5 separate regions of the Mus musculus genome follow, and all the other regions are linked to region 1. A link is a contact called in public Hi-C and HiChIP or PLAC-seq data. All regions are on one chromosome and are shown on one strand. Each heading gives the region's core, a stretch centred on a gene start, on an enhancer-like site or on the middle of the called end of the contact. The rest is flanking DNA. Distances are from core to core; before and after follow the strand shown.

Evidence for each region. Hi-C and Micro-C count contacts between places; a contact is called where the count stands out from the background. HiChIP or PLAC-seq counts read pairs in DNA pulled down with a chosen protein or histone mark.
Region 2: an H3K27ac HiChIP or PLAC-seq map of microglia shows a contact between it and region 1, with 7 times the contacts expected there. The contact joins two enhancer-like sites. A contact is called at or near these places in 2 of 15 datasets of contacts at CTCF or cohesin (large pre-B cells and pro-B cells), 35 of 484 Hi-C or Micro-C datasets (B cells, CD8 T cells, the CH12 cell line and 25 more) and 17 of 115 datasets of contacts at active chromatin or transcription factors (DN3 thymocytes, the HPC-7 cell line, bone marrow-derived macrophages and 9 more).
Region 3: a contact with region 1 is called in an H3K27ac HiChIP or PLAC-seq map of microglia, with 4 times the contacts expected there. The contact joins two enhancer-like sites. A contact is called at or near these places in 4 of 484 Hi-C or Micro-C datasets (bone marrow-derived macrophages and embryonic stem cells) and 13 of 115 datasets of contacts at active chromatin or transcription factors (craniofacial prominence, embryonic forebrain, embryonic stem cells and 5 more).
Region 4: a contact with region 1 is called in a Hi-C map of bone marrow-derived macrophages, with 11 read pairs. The contact joins two enhancer-like sites. A contact is called at or near these places in 1 of 15 datasets of contacts at CTCF or cohesin (large pre-B cells), 1 of 484 Hi-C or Micro-C datasets (bone marrow-derived macrophages) and 4 of 115 datasets of contacts at active chromatin or transcription factors (cardiomyocytes, embryonic midbrain and embryonic stem cells).
Region 5: a contact with region 1 is called in a Hi-C map of bone marrow-derived macrophages, with 11 read pairs. The contact joins two enhancer-like sites. A contact is called at or near these places in 1 of 15 datasets of contacts at CTCF or cohesin (large pre-B cells), 2 of 484 Hi-C or Micro-C datasets (both in bone marrow-derived macrophages) and 3 of 115 datasets of contacts at active chromatin or transcription factors (acute myeloid leukemia, fibro-adipogenic progenitors and microglia).

The regions. Positions count from the first base shown.
Region 1 is chr13:102,667,671-102,670,483 of GRCm38.p6, forward strand. No RefSeq gene overlaps it. Among named protein-coding and RNA genes, the nearest start is that of Gm41046, 2.6 kb to the left of the region's middle. Within about 2 kb of position 1,416, at least 32 of the 459 cell types and tissues checked have an H3K27ac peak or open chromatin away from gene starts, as enhancers often do. A contact at or near this core is called in bone marrow-derived macrophages, hematopoietic stem and progenitor cells, hematopoietic stem cells and 2 more, where this site is marked.
Region 2 is chr13:101,741,435-101,744,247 of GRCm38.p6, forward strand. The region is part of intron 2 of Pik3r1 (phosphoinositide-3-kinase regulatory subunit 1); the gene reads right to left. Among named protein-coding and RNA genes, the nearest start is that of Pik3r1, 25 kb to the right of the region's middle. Within about 2 kb of position 1,442, at least 46 of the 459 cell types and tissues checked have an H3K27ac peak or open chromatin away from gene starts, as enhancers often do. A contact at or near this core is called in bone marrow-derived macrophages, hematopoietic stem and progenitor cells, hematopoietic stem cells and 2 more, where this site is marked.
Region 3 is chr13:101,795,686-101,798,498 of GRCm38.p6, forward strand. No RefSeq gene overlaps it. Among named protein-coding and RNA genes, the nearest start is that of Pik3r1, 29 kb to the left of the region's middle. Within about 2 kb of position 1,461, at least 29 of the 459 cell types and tissues checked have an H3K27ac peak or open chromatin away from gene starts, as enhancers often do. A contact at or near this core is called in microglia, where this site is marked.
Region 4 is chr13:101,842,857-101,845,669 of GRCm38.p6, forward strand. No RefSeq gene overlaps it. Among named protein-coding and RNA genes, the nearest start is that of Pik3r1, 76 kb to the left of the region's middle. Within about 2 kb of position 1,390, at least 13 of the 459 cell types and tissues checked have an H3K27ac peak or open chromatin away from gene starts, as enhancers often do. A contact at or near this core is called in bone marrow-derived macrophages, where this site is marked.
Region 5 is chr13:101,913,544-101,916,356 of GRCm38.p6, forward strand. No RefSeq gene overlaps it. Among named protein-coding and RNA genes, the nearest start is that of Gm41044, 99 kb to the right of the region's middle. Within about 2 kb of position 1,363, at least 50 of the 459 cell types and tissues checked have an H3K27ac peak or open chromatin away from gene starts, as enhancers often do. A contact at or near this core is called in bone marrow-derived macrophages, where this site is marked.

The sequences.
Region 1 (2,813 bases), core at 166-2,665:
GAGGGTTAGAGGCTATTGGAACGGTAATGGCATAAGGTCTACATGTAGCTACTAGTGTCTCCTGGTTTCAGTGGTGGATCCATCAGGATTCGCCACCAGAGGAATCAGATTTAATACTGCTTACAAGATTAGGTTTAGTTGTTGCACCCAGAGATTGAGTTACCATTGTTTCTGAGCTAAATTTGTGTGGTGTTTTTCTTCTCTCAGGAACTTGACTGGGTTCCAGAGACAAAAGTACGGCGGCAAAGCAAGGGTTTGCCTGATGTGCACCACAAAGGCCTCGGGGGCTTTGAAGCATGAGGCTGGCATGATAGCAACCCAAAAGTGGGAACCTAGCGAGCTGGGTGGGGAGATTGTGGAGGTCTGAGTCAGAGTCTCCATGAGATAATAGGTTGGCCATTGTCGGCCAGTGCATGGCCAGCCAGCCCCACAGGGCAGAGAGTTGCCGGCAGTAGAGCAGGAAACCTGCCGGTCATCTCAAGAGATTTGTTTCTACCAGGTTGCTGGATGTTGTGGCGGCTGACCACAGGGTGGACGGTTATTGCATGGGGCTGGCATGGCAATGATCCAAGGGAACTCGGGAGCTCCGGCCCAGAGAGATTACCCAGAGAGAGATCATGGAGACATGTAGCCCCGCTGTGTCTATCACTAGCGAGGGATCGTGATGGTCTTTTTAAAATATTTCCTGCAACGTATGCACACACACACCCCAATATATACATATACCACACACACCATAATTCAAAGAGAGTAAATTACAATAAAGTGAAAATTCTCCCATTTACACCATACTTACACCTCAGTTTATCACCTCGGAAATAACTTATCCATTTTCTTGTTCATCTTTCTATATTTCCTCCTCTTGCAAATACACACATATACACAGAGAGACAAAGGACAGAGACAGACAGAGAAACAAACAAACAAACAAAAAACCCAGAGGGACAGAGGTAGACAGAGAAATGGAGAAACAAAGGAAGAGACAAAAATTATATATATTATAATTTATATAAAAATTATATTAAGTTTATATAAAAATTGTAATTACATAAAATATATGTGGTATATATTACATATATGTTGTTTTTCATAGGAGCAAAAGAACACAATGTACACTTCTTATACATCTTAGGTATTTTCTTTAACAGCATTCTGTGGTTTATAAATCTAAGTTAATAGCTCTAAGTCCCTTAGAACAGTGCTTGAACCATAGCAAATGCTAAAGCAATGTCCCCTCACATGGGGGAGGTCAAAGAACAGACTCCAGCATTCGAAACTGTTGGAGCGCAGAGATAAAAACCAACACGGTTCCACTGGACAGGATGGACAGAAGCCCGGAGGATACCCCAGAGACTACACTACTACCCCTCCCAGTGCCTGTGTGGCATTTGGGAAAAAAAATGTTGCCATCAAAGGACACACTTCCTCAAATGAAGTCACACTTTCCTCTCTCTGGTATGGATACATCTAAGCTATGCATAGGGAAGCAAGTCTTCGTGGTAGATTTTGCTGCAGCCACGATCAGAAAATGAGAGCTGACTTCTGCACTTTAATCTGTTACATCCCAGTAGCAATGTTAAACTCACCTACAAAGAATGAATGGTGTTAAACCCCCAGTTTGTCCAAAGCTTGCTCAGGTCCACATCAAGTCACAAATGTTTCTGAACGATAATGAAGGGGGAGAGTCTCAAACTTGGTTCTGGTTCCAAACCTGTCCACTGAGGTCCTCTGACTGACCCAGAACTCATAGCAGATGTAAATTCTAAGGCTAATCAGAGCAGCTGCCAGGGCAAGGCTCAAGAGGGGGCCACAAGCAGTTTGTTGGTGCAGACCATTTTGCCTGGTGCCGTGAGGAACATTCTCTGTCCACACAATGTTCAGTTCCCCAGAGATGCCTTCTCGTTTCTTGGTGTAGAAACATGACAGAGGCCTTCCACTTGCCCAGGCCACCTGACCCACAATGCACCTGTCAGACTCAGCAACCAACACAGCCTCGGGGTAGGATGTGGGGAAGGGCAAAGGTTTTGAAATGTGGAGCTATTTGGGTGTCTGAGGAATTTGACAGAACTTGTGACTGCTCCGTTTGGTAACTTAAATAAACAGGAGTCGTTCCAGAACAAATAGCGGAGTCCATTTAAATTCACCACTCCCCCCTCTCCCTGCCAGAGCTCTTTGTTTTAAATAGGCATCGTTTGAGTGTTCGTGGGTATGTGCACGCACTTCTAACCAAAGGTTGGGAGAGATGCCAAATGGTAGCCCTCCCAATGCTATCAGGGAGGAAACAAGAGATGCCTGACCCTGTGCTGTGCCCCACTGAGAGGCTTCTGTGGGGCAGGGACTAGGTCAAAACAAAGCCAACTACTGCAGACAACTGTTTTTGCCACCGAGTCTCCAAAGCCCTACAGCACCCGATACATGTGACCCACATAACTACACGGACACAGGGCGCAGGGGGCAAGCCTGTACTGCGACAGCTGCCACCCCTTCACGGCTCTGTATTGTCCCTGAGCCTGTTTTGCTCAAAGGTCCTGACAAGGAGAAAACTTGAATCCAGGAGGAATTTGAGTCATTTGGGGTGTGAGTATCTAAAGTACTGATGAAAACAAGAGACAAAAATGGGCCAGGTAGTTGATGGCTGAGACCTGGGGATGTTTTTGGTTCTGCCCTGCCTGACCACTGACTTTATCAAAGTGCTGTGGGACCGTGAATGACTGTCACTCTACTTCCTGAGTGAAAGCCCACCTGAGGCAAGAGATGACACCTCCCTCACACTTAAAGGCACTCTACCTTTACTGTTAATCAGCCCTCAGTCG
Region 2 (2,813 bases), core at 192-2,691, 930 kb before region 1:
CAGGATTAGTAGGTGCACAAGAGCGCAGTAGCTGGTGTCCAGCCCACCACATACACTCCACCTATTTCTGCAAACTTCCAAACAGCCACATTGAAGCTGACTTTTTTTCCGTGTCTGAGCAGGGCCTTTCCTCTTAGAGAAATGTGGAATCTAGGATTATGAACTAAAAACGAAAATGTAAATTAAAGTCACAAATACAACCTTTCTAGCAAATCGAAAACCTGTGTAATTATCCAGGTGCACATGCACAGATGGGAGGTCCAGGGTCAGGTGGCCACATTCCTTAGGTCCTGTCCCGCCTTCAGCACAGTCGCTAAATATTAACTCCTTTTCTGTCCTCTATAAACAAAATACTTTTACCCTCATGTCAAAAGAGTTTACAACCACTATCAACTAGCCCTCCTTTCTTCTCTTAGGAAATTACACATGAGATGTGAGAGCGAACTCAAAAAGGTACTAATTGTAAGTGATAGGATGTAAAATTCACAACACTTGCACATGTGAACTAAGCACGGTTTCCGATGTTGATAAAAGATGGACCCTCAAAGAACTACTGAATCCAGGGGCAGGATATCATCTAAGTAGAAACCAGAGCAAATGGACAAGCAGGGCTGCCTGAGAGGTGAGGCGGGACACTGGTACTACATCATCGGGAAAGTTGGTTGTGAAACCAACCCATCCTTTGTGAGGTATGTGAAAGACACCAGCCTCTCAGAGTGGACTCTGCAAGCATAGGATGGGAGAAGAAAGAGAGGAAAGGAAGGAGCCAGGTGGGAACTGCGAAAAGGGGGTGGGGGCAGAAAGGGAGAGGGGAAAGATTGGTTTCCCAGTAAAAAATATGTATATATAATATATATTATATATAAGTATACTTATAATATGTAATATATAATGTAAATTATATATGTATATATATATATATATACATATATATATATGAATATGATAGCTAGTGGTGTACAACTTTAATCCCAGCACTCAGGAGGCAGAGTCAGGGGCAGGAGGAACTCTCTGAGTTTGAAGTCAGCCTAGTTTACAGAGTGAGTTCCAGGACAGCCAAGGCTACCCAGAGAAACCCTGTCTCAAAAAACAACAAAACTATTTACCCAAAAGTATTATCTAGGTTTTAGAATTAAGTTGGAATTGGCCAAAAGCAATTATACAACTAAAACCTGTAGACTGACGACAGGCGGCAACCAAGCCTCAGATCTGCTGAGCAGACCCCAGCTCTGGCAAAGGAGAGAAGAGTAAACATTTGTTGCACTCGGTGAAACTTTTCCTTCCTGAGAGCCAAAAGCTAGCTGACTCCAGCCGCAGAGGGCCTGGAAAGATGTGGTCTGACAAGAATGGGAGTTTAAGCTAAACAATTTTGAAGACTCTGCGCCAATATGTTTAAACTTCCTCTACTCGAAAAAGCTGACAGTGTTTCTCAAGCTTCCCTTAAGGGGAAGATTAGACCACAAGTGACAGTTACAATGTAACTGTCCATAAAACTCCTAACTTGAAGGCTGTTACAAGTTACAGTAGCAAGTTACAGCCTGCTGGAACCATCAAGTAGTTCCATTAGAAAGGCATATTTGAATAATTATCCCAGCAAAGCTTTTCCTATGACATTATATGCATGCTGTACTATCAGATCTTTTTATGTAAATACAATTTTATATATATTACATATAAGTACATAATAATTTGTATAGAAACAAGTTTATATGGCTTATATGTGTGATATATAACATTGAGAACCGTAAGTCAAATAGAGGTTAATTTAACAGTTAATATTTTCATCAATCTCATAAAATGCACAGGTTTGGGCTGAGGGTGGAAGGCTCAGTCACTACAGTGCTGTCCATTTAAGGATAAAGACATGGGTTTGATCCTCAGAACCCACATAAAAATGCTGGTCACGGTGGCTCACACCTGTAATCCCAATCCTAGGGAGGCAGAGAGAGGCAGAGCTTCGGTACTCACTGATCAACCAGCCTAGCCTAAACGTCATACTTCCTGGCCACTGAGAGAGCCTGTCTCAGTGGAGAGGGAGTTCCTAGAATGTCACCTGACCTTGTCCTCTGGCCTCTCTCTCTCTCTCTCTCTCTCTCTCTCTCACACACACACACACACACACACACACACACACACACACACACACACACACACGCGCTCGCACACACACACACACACGCGCACACACACACACACACACACACACCAAAAGCAAGGCTCCAACATGCGGAGGGGATAAACTCTCTTTAAAATCAATCACTTTTTCCTAGCTTGCTGACCTGGCGATCTTTTGATAGAAGGAAAAATGACACTCATGTCTGCTTCATACATTAGTTTTTCTTGCGTCTATTTCCTGAAACAGGAAACATCCATTTTGTTGAGCTCCTTTTGTCTTGGCAGACCATAGGTCACTGCAAAGCAAGAGGGTAGGGGTGGGAGATGGGGGTGGGGGTGTCATCTGTCTTTGGCTCCGGGACACACCCTGGCCGAACAGGAGTGAGTGAGTCACACGATATAACATGATTATCTACCAGCTCTTGTTAGCATGCTATATCTGCTTGAGAGCACTATAAGGTCAAATCTCAGCTTTCCTACTGGCTGTGTAACTTGGGGATTTAACTACACTTTGACTTTACAACGGGTGTATGGATAAAGTCACTATCATAGAGTTATCATGAAAAGTAAGTAGCTAACACACAAATAGGTGTTAGCAGAGAACCTGAAATATATGCAACATGCAAAGGCAGGTGTAAAGCTAGCTTTAGGTTTATGTGTGTACACACAGATATATATCTTTAAATTTTTTATGCCAA
Region 3 (2,813 bases), core at 211-2,710, 870 kb before region 1:
CTTTTTGTAGTGTATGTATGATTCTGGCTTCAGGAGGTCCACTGTCCTGTTTCTTTAGCCAAATTCCTTGTCACACAGGAACTGAGATTGACAAAATGGTGATCATGATGGGGCAATGCCAGCCCCAGCATCAGAGTCAGAAGAGTGGGTGCTACATTGTCTGGGACTGCAGCCCCTGGGGTGGCATAGTGCACAATTGGAGTGGTTCTTCCCTCCTCATTTAAATATCTTGGGACTGTCCCACAGACACACTGCCAATGTGTCTCCTAATTATTCTGAATGCATTCAAGATGACAGTAAAGATCAAACATACATGGGCTGCCCCATATAGTTACAGGCCCTAAATAGAAATGCTGTGGGCGCACAGCAAACAGGAAAAACTTTACATATACATGAGTACCAGATCAGAGTAAGTAGAGAGACATTTCTGTTACAATCATGGAGATTTATCTGAGATTTCTATCTGATTAGTCCTCTGTAGTGTGTGACCCCATCACCGTAAGTGTGATGGCTAATTGTATCAAAAGTAACTGTGTAAGAGATTTCCCAGATATCCAGCCAAACATATTTTGAGTATGAGGGTGTTTGTGGATGAAATTAATACTTGAATTAGTAGACGTGGTAATACATCGTTCTCTCTAACATGAGTGAGACTCAGGCAGATTGCAGAAGCTTAGAACATAGAGGTTGGCTACTACAGGAAAGATGGTTCCTTCCCTCTGGGTACCTAGAGCTGAAGCATTGCTTTGCCTTGTTTCTCGTCTTCAGGTTACCCTGGATCTCTGGTCTTACTGGCATTTGCCTAGAGCTACTCCAGCTGGCTTCTGGTTAAGCCAAGTCATTGGGACCCAGCTTGGTGACCCCTGCTTTCCTAAGGTTCTAGTATGCTGCTCATTGAGCTTTGTCAGCTTTTCATAACAATACTAGCAATTCCTTGCAGCAAATCTCTTTGCATCTTCACACACACACACACACACACACACACACACACACACACACACACACTATTCCGTTTCTCTGGAGAACCCTAGTGTTAAAAGGAGCTTAGAGAGGGATGTACCACATTAGTAAGTTCAGGAAGCCAAATGTTAATGAATTTCCCCCCTCCTAATGAGGACTTAGAGTATTTTAGATAAATACTGAGCATTGTGAATGTGAATCACTTAATTACAGCCACAGTACATGCAGAAGTAAAAGCCTTCTGCTCAGGAAAGCTAGACAAACCTTAAGCCAGAAAGCATTGCTCCTACCCTCCTGGTAGCCACTAGGAAGGCTCTTTAACAGTTCCATTCTTCTTTGCAAACCTGCATCTCCGTGATACAAAGGTGGCTACTGGGCTCGCTGCTTGTCTCATACCGAAAGGCCAAGATGATGACTTACATCACGGTCCCAAGTCATAGGCACTGCCTGAAACATAGTCTAACGTTCCTGGAACATTCTGTGACATCTCTACTTCCTCACAGCCTGTGTAGAAGTCACAGGAAGCCTTTCAGACTCTGCTTGGTCCCAGACAGATAGGCCACAAGATTCTCCTGAGAAACAAGAAGAAACGGCCAGGAAGTTAGTTTTTTTCAAGACTGCAGAGATCAATGCAGAGCCCCAGGGCCTCCTGGGGAGGCCTCTGGGACTTTTCTTTATCTTCCTAGAATAGACAGAAAGGTCAGAGAGAGAGAGGGAAAGGCTCCTGCTGCACTCAGCAGATTGACAGAAAGTCTTGCCCCATTCTTGTGTATAAGAATGATCTAAGCCACTGGAGTCTCTCTGAGTTTCAATAAAACCAAACTCTCAAACAATAACTGATAAAACAGAGCTTTCAGGTGGACCAGAAACAATGACTAGACCTTGGGCACCAATGGTCCTGTCTTTGCTACTTGGCTGTACAGCTTAACCTGCAACTGTGTCATTGGAGGGAAAAGAAGAAGAGCTGAATTAGATGACTGGCTCAGACTCAAACAACCTAAGGTATCCTGGTTATCTCTCTAGGGTGGTTTTATCAGCACAATAAACCTGACTGTTTGCTTTGAAGGGTGGGATTTTTTTTTGACTGTAGGCCTTTGATTCTGTTTTGTAGCACTTGGTACACAACAGCCCCGTACTAAGTTCTAGAAGCATAAAACGAACTCCCAAACGTGTGGGGTCTTGAAGATGATCTGTAGTCTAGTTTAAGAAACTAAGCACCAAATTGTTCTTCTTAAAGGACACAACAAAAGGAAACCCACCACAGCTTCAAAACATGCCTTCAAAGACCCCCTTCCTCTTCCCACTGGGAGGTGCCCCTGGCAGGGGCAACTGAGAGTGAAAGTCCTGCCTTACTCTCCTGCATATTCCAAGTAAGGTTACCCGCCACACAGGACATCTGGCTGCTCTTCAACACTATGCTGGAGTCAACAACAAAGAGACCATCAGTAGGGACTCCAAGCAGCCAGTGCATGCCTCATCTGGGGCAGGAGCCCAGGTACCATTGACTGTACCTGTAGGCGAGGTCCTGGGAGAGACCTGCCTACGGAGACCTTTTTAGATTCTCAACCATAAAGCTGAGAACAAAAATGAAAGCACAGGCCTAAGCTGCTGGTTTGGGGGTAATTAATTATGTATTAACAGTGACTATAGTGATGTCTTCACCAACATTATTCTTACAAGAACCAAGAATTAAAGATATAATGGTAACACATTATCACGAGATTTTTTTATGTGTACAGCCCACTCCAGAAATGATAAATATAGATTAGATAGATACATACAGATAGAAAATCATTCAGCTGTCCTAAAATTTCCAAACATAGAATTATGCCATGCTCTAAAACTTAAAAATG
Region 4 (2,813 bases), core at 140-2,639, 820 kb before region 1:
GATAGTCCAGTGGAGACTGGGAACAAGATGTGAAATCAGAGAAGACATATCAGAAGAGTGATTCTTGACCAATTTTCCCCAGATGAACAGGGATATACCATACCACAAGGTTACAATCAGAGTAGTTAGCTCTAGAACAGCATTTACTGGACAACCAATACTTTTTGTTCATTCTATAGACCTGCGGGGCTGGGGAAATGGCTTAGAGTACTTGTCTAGCATGCTGAGAGCCATGGGTTTGATCTGTAGCTCCACAAACAACACAACAATAAAGACAACAAAAGCAACACTGTGTGCTTATCTCTAACATTCATCATCTGAGCCAATGACTCTTGTTCCATCCCTCCTCCTCTATTTAAAAGCAAGTTCCTTGAGAGATAATCATATTAAAAAAAAGAAATTAGAGAGACCCATAGGAACTTAAAGGAGAGGTGAATTCTGGACCTATACGATTTGCTAAACAAACATATGGTACATCAGGCTATGGCCTCAATAGCCTCTGATTCCATTAGAAAAGTCTTGATGATGGTCTTGACATTTGGAGTAGAAGAAAGAAAGAAATAACAATTCTTTCAGACTTCAGAGATGGTCTCGTTCCTATCTGAGTTGTCTTTCTAGTGCAGAACCCTAGCAGCCAAGGTATGCTTGGTTTTCAATGTAATTCTCCACTGAAGACATTATTCTCTGTAGATTATTGGTTCTCTTGGGCTACATGAATATTTTATTTAATTTTGATGACATGAAGACTCCAGTTTAAGTGGAGAAGCTGTTTTGTAGTTTGGGGTATAATTTTTAATAAAGGGGGTGCATCTGTGTATCAGGTGGTGGGAAGTTGCTTACAGAAACCCTGTGAAGAGACATGATGTTGACCTATGATAGCTCCTGTAGCAGCCATAAAAATATTACCTCGAATTTGGTGACTCATAACAATAAGGTCACATTTATCATCACAGTTTTGAAAACCAGAAGGACAAAGTGACAGTATCCTCAGGGCTATGTACCCTCTGAAGGCTCTAGGAAGAATTCTGCCCTTTGTTTTCTTTAGCTTCTGGTACTTTGGGGTGTATTATGGCTTGAGATCCTGTAACCATTCTTTGCCCAGTCTCCAGCTGTTCCAATATTCTTCAGTCCAACTTCTGTTTGTCCTCTATAAGGTTGTTAAATGGAAGGCCTACCTAGGTAATCCAGGGTGATCTCATACAAAAGTCTCTGATTTAATTACATCCAGATCATTTTCAACATAAGGTGCCATTTACAGGTTCCACAGAATAGAATATAGACATATCTTTGGCAGGACAGGGGTCACCACTCACTCTATTGCATGACCCATGGTTGGGAGAGCTGATAATAGCAGAGTTGCCTCCTCAGGGAAGATTCTGAAGTTTACTCTCACTTCCTTCATCATAAGAGGAACATTATTCACAATCATGTGTTAGAGGTCAAAGAAGGAATCGTATCCTGATAGGACCAACTCCAATTATACCTAGGAGATTTGCTCTGATTTCTTTCTGTATGTAGTGTTTTCATACATTTGAGTTAGCTCAGTATGTTAAAAATACAATTTTTTTTTACACAAAAGTCCTACATTCTGGCTCATCTCATAAAGTCAGCCCCTAAATTTCTTCTTCTCAGTAACACAGCTGGAAGATTCTCCTTATGACAAGGCTGTGACATCACTGCTTTCTACTTATCCCAGGACCATTGTACTAAGTGCTTGGCCCCTGGGAGTCTTGGCTGGGTGGTTTCTATCCTTGGGCACAGCCCAAGGGGCAGCTTATCACTTGGGACAGAAATGCAAGCAGTGGCTCTGACTCATGGAACTAAACTCTGACCATGGTTTACAAAAGTGTTTGCACAGAGGAGGATCATGTACCATTTTCGAATCACTTGATGTATTCATGGGTAGCCAAATCCATAATCCAAAGATCTCCATTCCCGTTTGTCCATGATGGAATGCACAGTTTAATATGTTTCTCTTCTCAGAACAGTTTAACTTCTTTCAAGCTTAGTCTTGTGTAAACATGATTTATAATCTGGAGTTTTCCAGCATCAACTTAGTTCCAGAAGACTTGCTTATTGCTTTTTTGGACTATGTGTTTTATCTGTTTTATAATGCCACTTATATAACATGATGAATATCTTCCTGCTGCTGTGAAAGTTCTTTTGTTGCAACTTATACGCACAGAGCTTCACTGAGCTAACGCTTCTAATATGGCTTTGCCAATATCCCTGTCCCGGGACATGTGGAGTGTGGGAATCACTTTTTAAAGTTTTTTTTTTCTTTTTAAACAGATACCCACTGCTTTTCTTTGCTCTTAAAGTTCAGATCATGCCAAGTCAAGGACAGCCTTCAGCCACAGAGCTGTGTAGAGACCTTCAACACAGAACACTAATCTACTATTCACAATCAGAGTGAGTGTTGGCAGCGAAGGATTAAGGAAGCATTGACCCCGAGGTGTTCTGTCAGAAGTATTTTACCCAGGATTAACTGTTCTTACACAGCCTTCCTCATGCCACTCTGAACTTTTTTTTTTAAAGGCATGGTTTCTGTCTAAAGCATAGAGATAATATTTCATGTGGACTATTTTAATGATGAACAAAAATCAGATTTTTATTTTATATGCTTCTTCAGATAGGATCTAGGTTGAGAGTCATGCAAACCTATGTTTTGCTATAGCTTTAGATATTGAAGAGCTACTCTGTCTGTCGTGTGTGTGTGTGTGTGTGTGTGTGTGTGTGTGTGTGTGTCTACTATATACCTGTATGTTTAAGTGCACAAAAATGCTTGTATAGAGGTCTCAAGCTGATGTTGT
Region 5 (2,813 bases), core at 113-2,612, 750 kb before region 1:
CCTTGGGGACATTTAAAAAGAAAGCTGTCAGTATCGACCATATGACCAATTGAAGAGACTGGGTCAACAGGACAAACACCCTTTTGAAAATACAAAGTCTGATGACTGGGAGCTCACTGGTGTCACTCCCATGGTAGTTTTTGTTTGTTTCCAATTGGCAAAAACAAACAACCACAAACAAATAACCCCCACAATCTAAAATCTTGTTTTCCAAAGCAAAGCAAAGCAAAGCAGCAAGCAAAAACCTCCTTCTGTGAGTCTAGCTCCCCCTAAATTCCAGGGCCCACAAGATGAACAGGAAAGAGAGTGAGCACCTTCTGTGACTCAGTTGTACCTCCAGGCTAGCAATTCTCAACCTGTGAGTTGTGACCTTCTTTGCGGAGGTTGAACAACCCTTTTACAGGGGGTTGCCTAAGACCATCAGAAAACACAGATACTTACACTATGACTCATATCAGTAGCAAAATTACAGTTATGAAGTAGCAATGAAAGTAATTTTATGGCTGGGGGCAGGGGGGGGGGAGGTGTCCCACAACATGAAAGGGCCACAGGGTTAGGAATGGTGAGAACGACTGCTCTAGATGTGACGATTAGTGTTATTTGTCACCTTGACAGACTCTAGAGTCACCCAGGAGATAGGTCTTAAGGCATGTCTGTGAAGGACTGTCCTGATTCATGATGGTGGGCAGGACCAAGCCTTGACATGTTTAAAACAGAGAAATGAAGGAGAGCACCAACATGCTGGTGTCTGTTGCCCGTTCATTCTGTCTCCGAATATGACGTAACCAGCTCCTTTCAGTTCCTGCCACTGTGACTTTTCTGCCAGAGTGGACCTTAACCTGAACTCTGGACCAGAACAAGTCCATTCTCTCTTAAGTTGTCTTTATTTTACACAGCAACAGAAAAAGAAATTAGGACAATAAACCATGCAGATCTGAGAACCTATCTGTATACTAAACCCAGTATATAAGCCCTATTATGCCCTACGTGGCCAGTGTGATGGGAAGAGGACCCAGACCCCAGCTGAAGAGAACCAGACAAAAACAGTAGCTTTCCTTACCTTGATCTCTATAAAAATTTTGTTGCTTAGAAAAAAAATTAAATTCTCCTTGCTTAGAAGGAGAGTTCATATTTAGAAATACTGTGAACCAGAAAAAAAAAATGGTATCTTGAATCTTGGCGTTCCAAGTCTTGTTGGCTTGTGGCCAAGCTTCAGGATGCTTCTAAGAGCCATGTGGGGAATGCAAATCGGGATGTCTAACTCTCTTAAGGGCAGTCAGGAGGGCTGATGGTCTATGCTGCATGCTGTAAATCTACCACACAAAAAACCGCCCTCTTTGCACCAGCAGCAGCTCCAGACTTTGGCCTAAGCCCAGTTCCCTATTTCGTCCAAGTTGCTCTTAGCCTTAGTATTTAAGCCAAAGCTTTGTTCTATACACAGGCTGCTATTGATTGGGCCTTCTTATCTCTGTCTCCACAGATAAGGTATACATTAGCAAGACTATTCAGGGGTGGCCTTTTACAAAGGCAGAACGTCTCTTTGGTATCCAGGGTCAAGAAAGGCAGTGTTCAGGAGTGCTTGGTATCTTGAAGGTGTGTATAGAAGTGGTGTACAGAGGGGGTCCAGAAAGACACTCCCAGGCAACAAAGTTGTGAGGAAATGTGTTTTTTGTTCAGATCTGTGCCCCAGTTGGAAGTTGTATTCAGTAGATGTTTTATTTTAGGGCTGGTGTATGTGGTTGGTATGTGTGTGGTGTGTATGTGATGTGTGCATGTGTGTATGTGGTGTGTAATGTATAAAGTATGTATGGTATGTGTGTATGTGTGTGTATGGTGTAGTGTGTGTGTGTGTGTGTGTGTGTGTGTGTGTGGTGTGTGTATAGTGTGTTGTGTGTGGTATGTGGAGTGTGTGTCTGTATGTCTCTGTGTGTGCATATATATGTATATGTGTGGTATGTACAGTGTGTGTGTGGAGTATGTGTGTGTGTTTACATACACAACAACCTCTTTAGGGATTGGAAGTCTGCCTTGTACTCATTTTAACTTCTGGAGGCCAATGTGAGAAGTCTATGCTGGAAGCCTGTTAGCTTATTGTTTCCCTCCTTGCAAGGCGAGGCTGCAACGTGACTTTAGCCACGCATACCCAGCTAGAAGAGAGTGAGACAAAGTGTGTGGGAATTGCCACAATCTGCTCCCAGTCCCTGGATTTCCCTTTCCTAATGCTCTGAGCAGTGCTTTGCTTAGACAAGTCAACACTCGCTCACCAGCCACTGCACTCTCTGGCTCAGGGTACCAACGCTACTTAGTTTGAAGAAAAAAAGGCTGAAAAAAGAAAGAAAAGAAAAGAAAGCTTTCCTGGAATCTCTCATGCGTGTGAGAAACAAAAAGAAAAGAACAGAAATGTCAGAGCCCATGCTCTCGTGGTGATAGGCTCTGGAAAAGGAGACTTTAGTTTTTCTTTTCTTTATCTGGTATCACATTTTCAATTCACACCCATTATTAAGTGCGAGAAACACAATCATAGATTAGTTGAAGAAAGGGAGGAGCTAACTTTGCTAACAGAACAAATGACCTAGGCTATTTCTAGTCATCTGGTCATCGCGCTCAAATATGTTATGCCTATAAATAGAAAACAGGCAAGGGGTAAAGAAAAAAGATCCCCAAAGGAAGGAAGAGAGATGAACGAATAGAAAGGCACATAGGTCATGTCTGTGGCCACCTTCCCAGTCAAACCTTTTATCAGCTCTTCTGGCTAGAGAAATGTCTGTTAAAGGTGTGTTTACACTCACAACGTTGTTTCATAATGGGAGTTA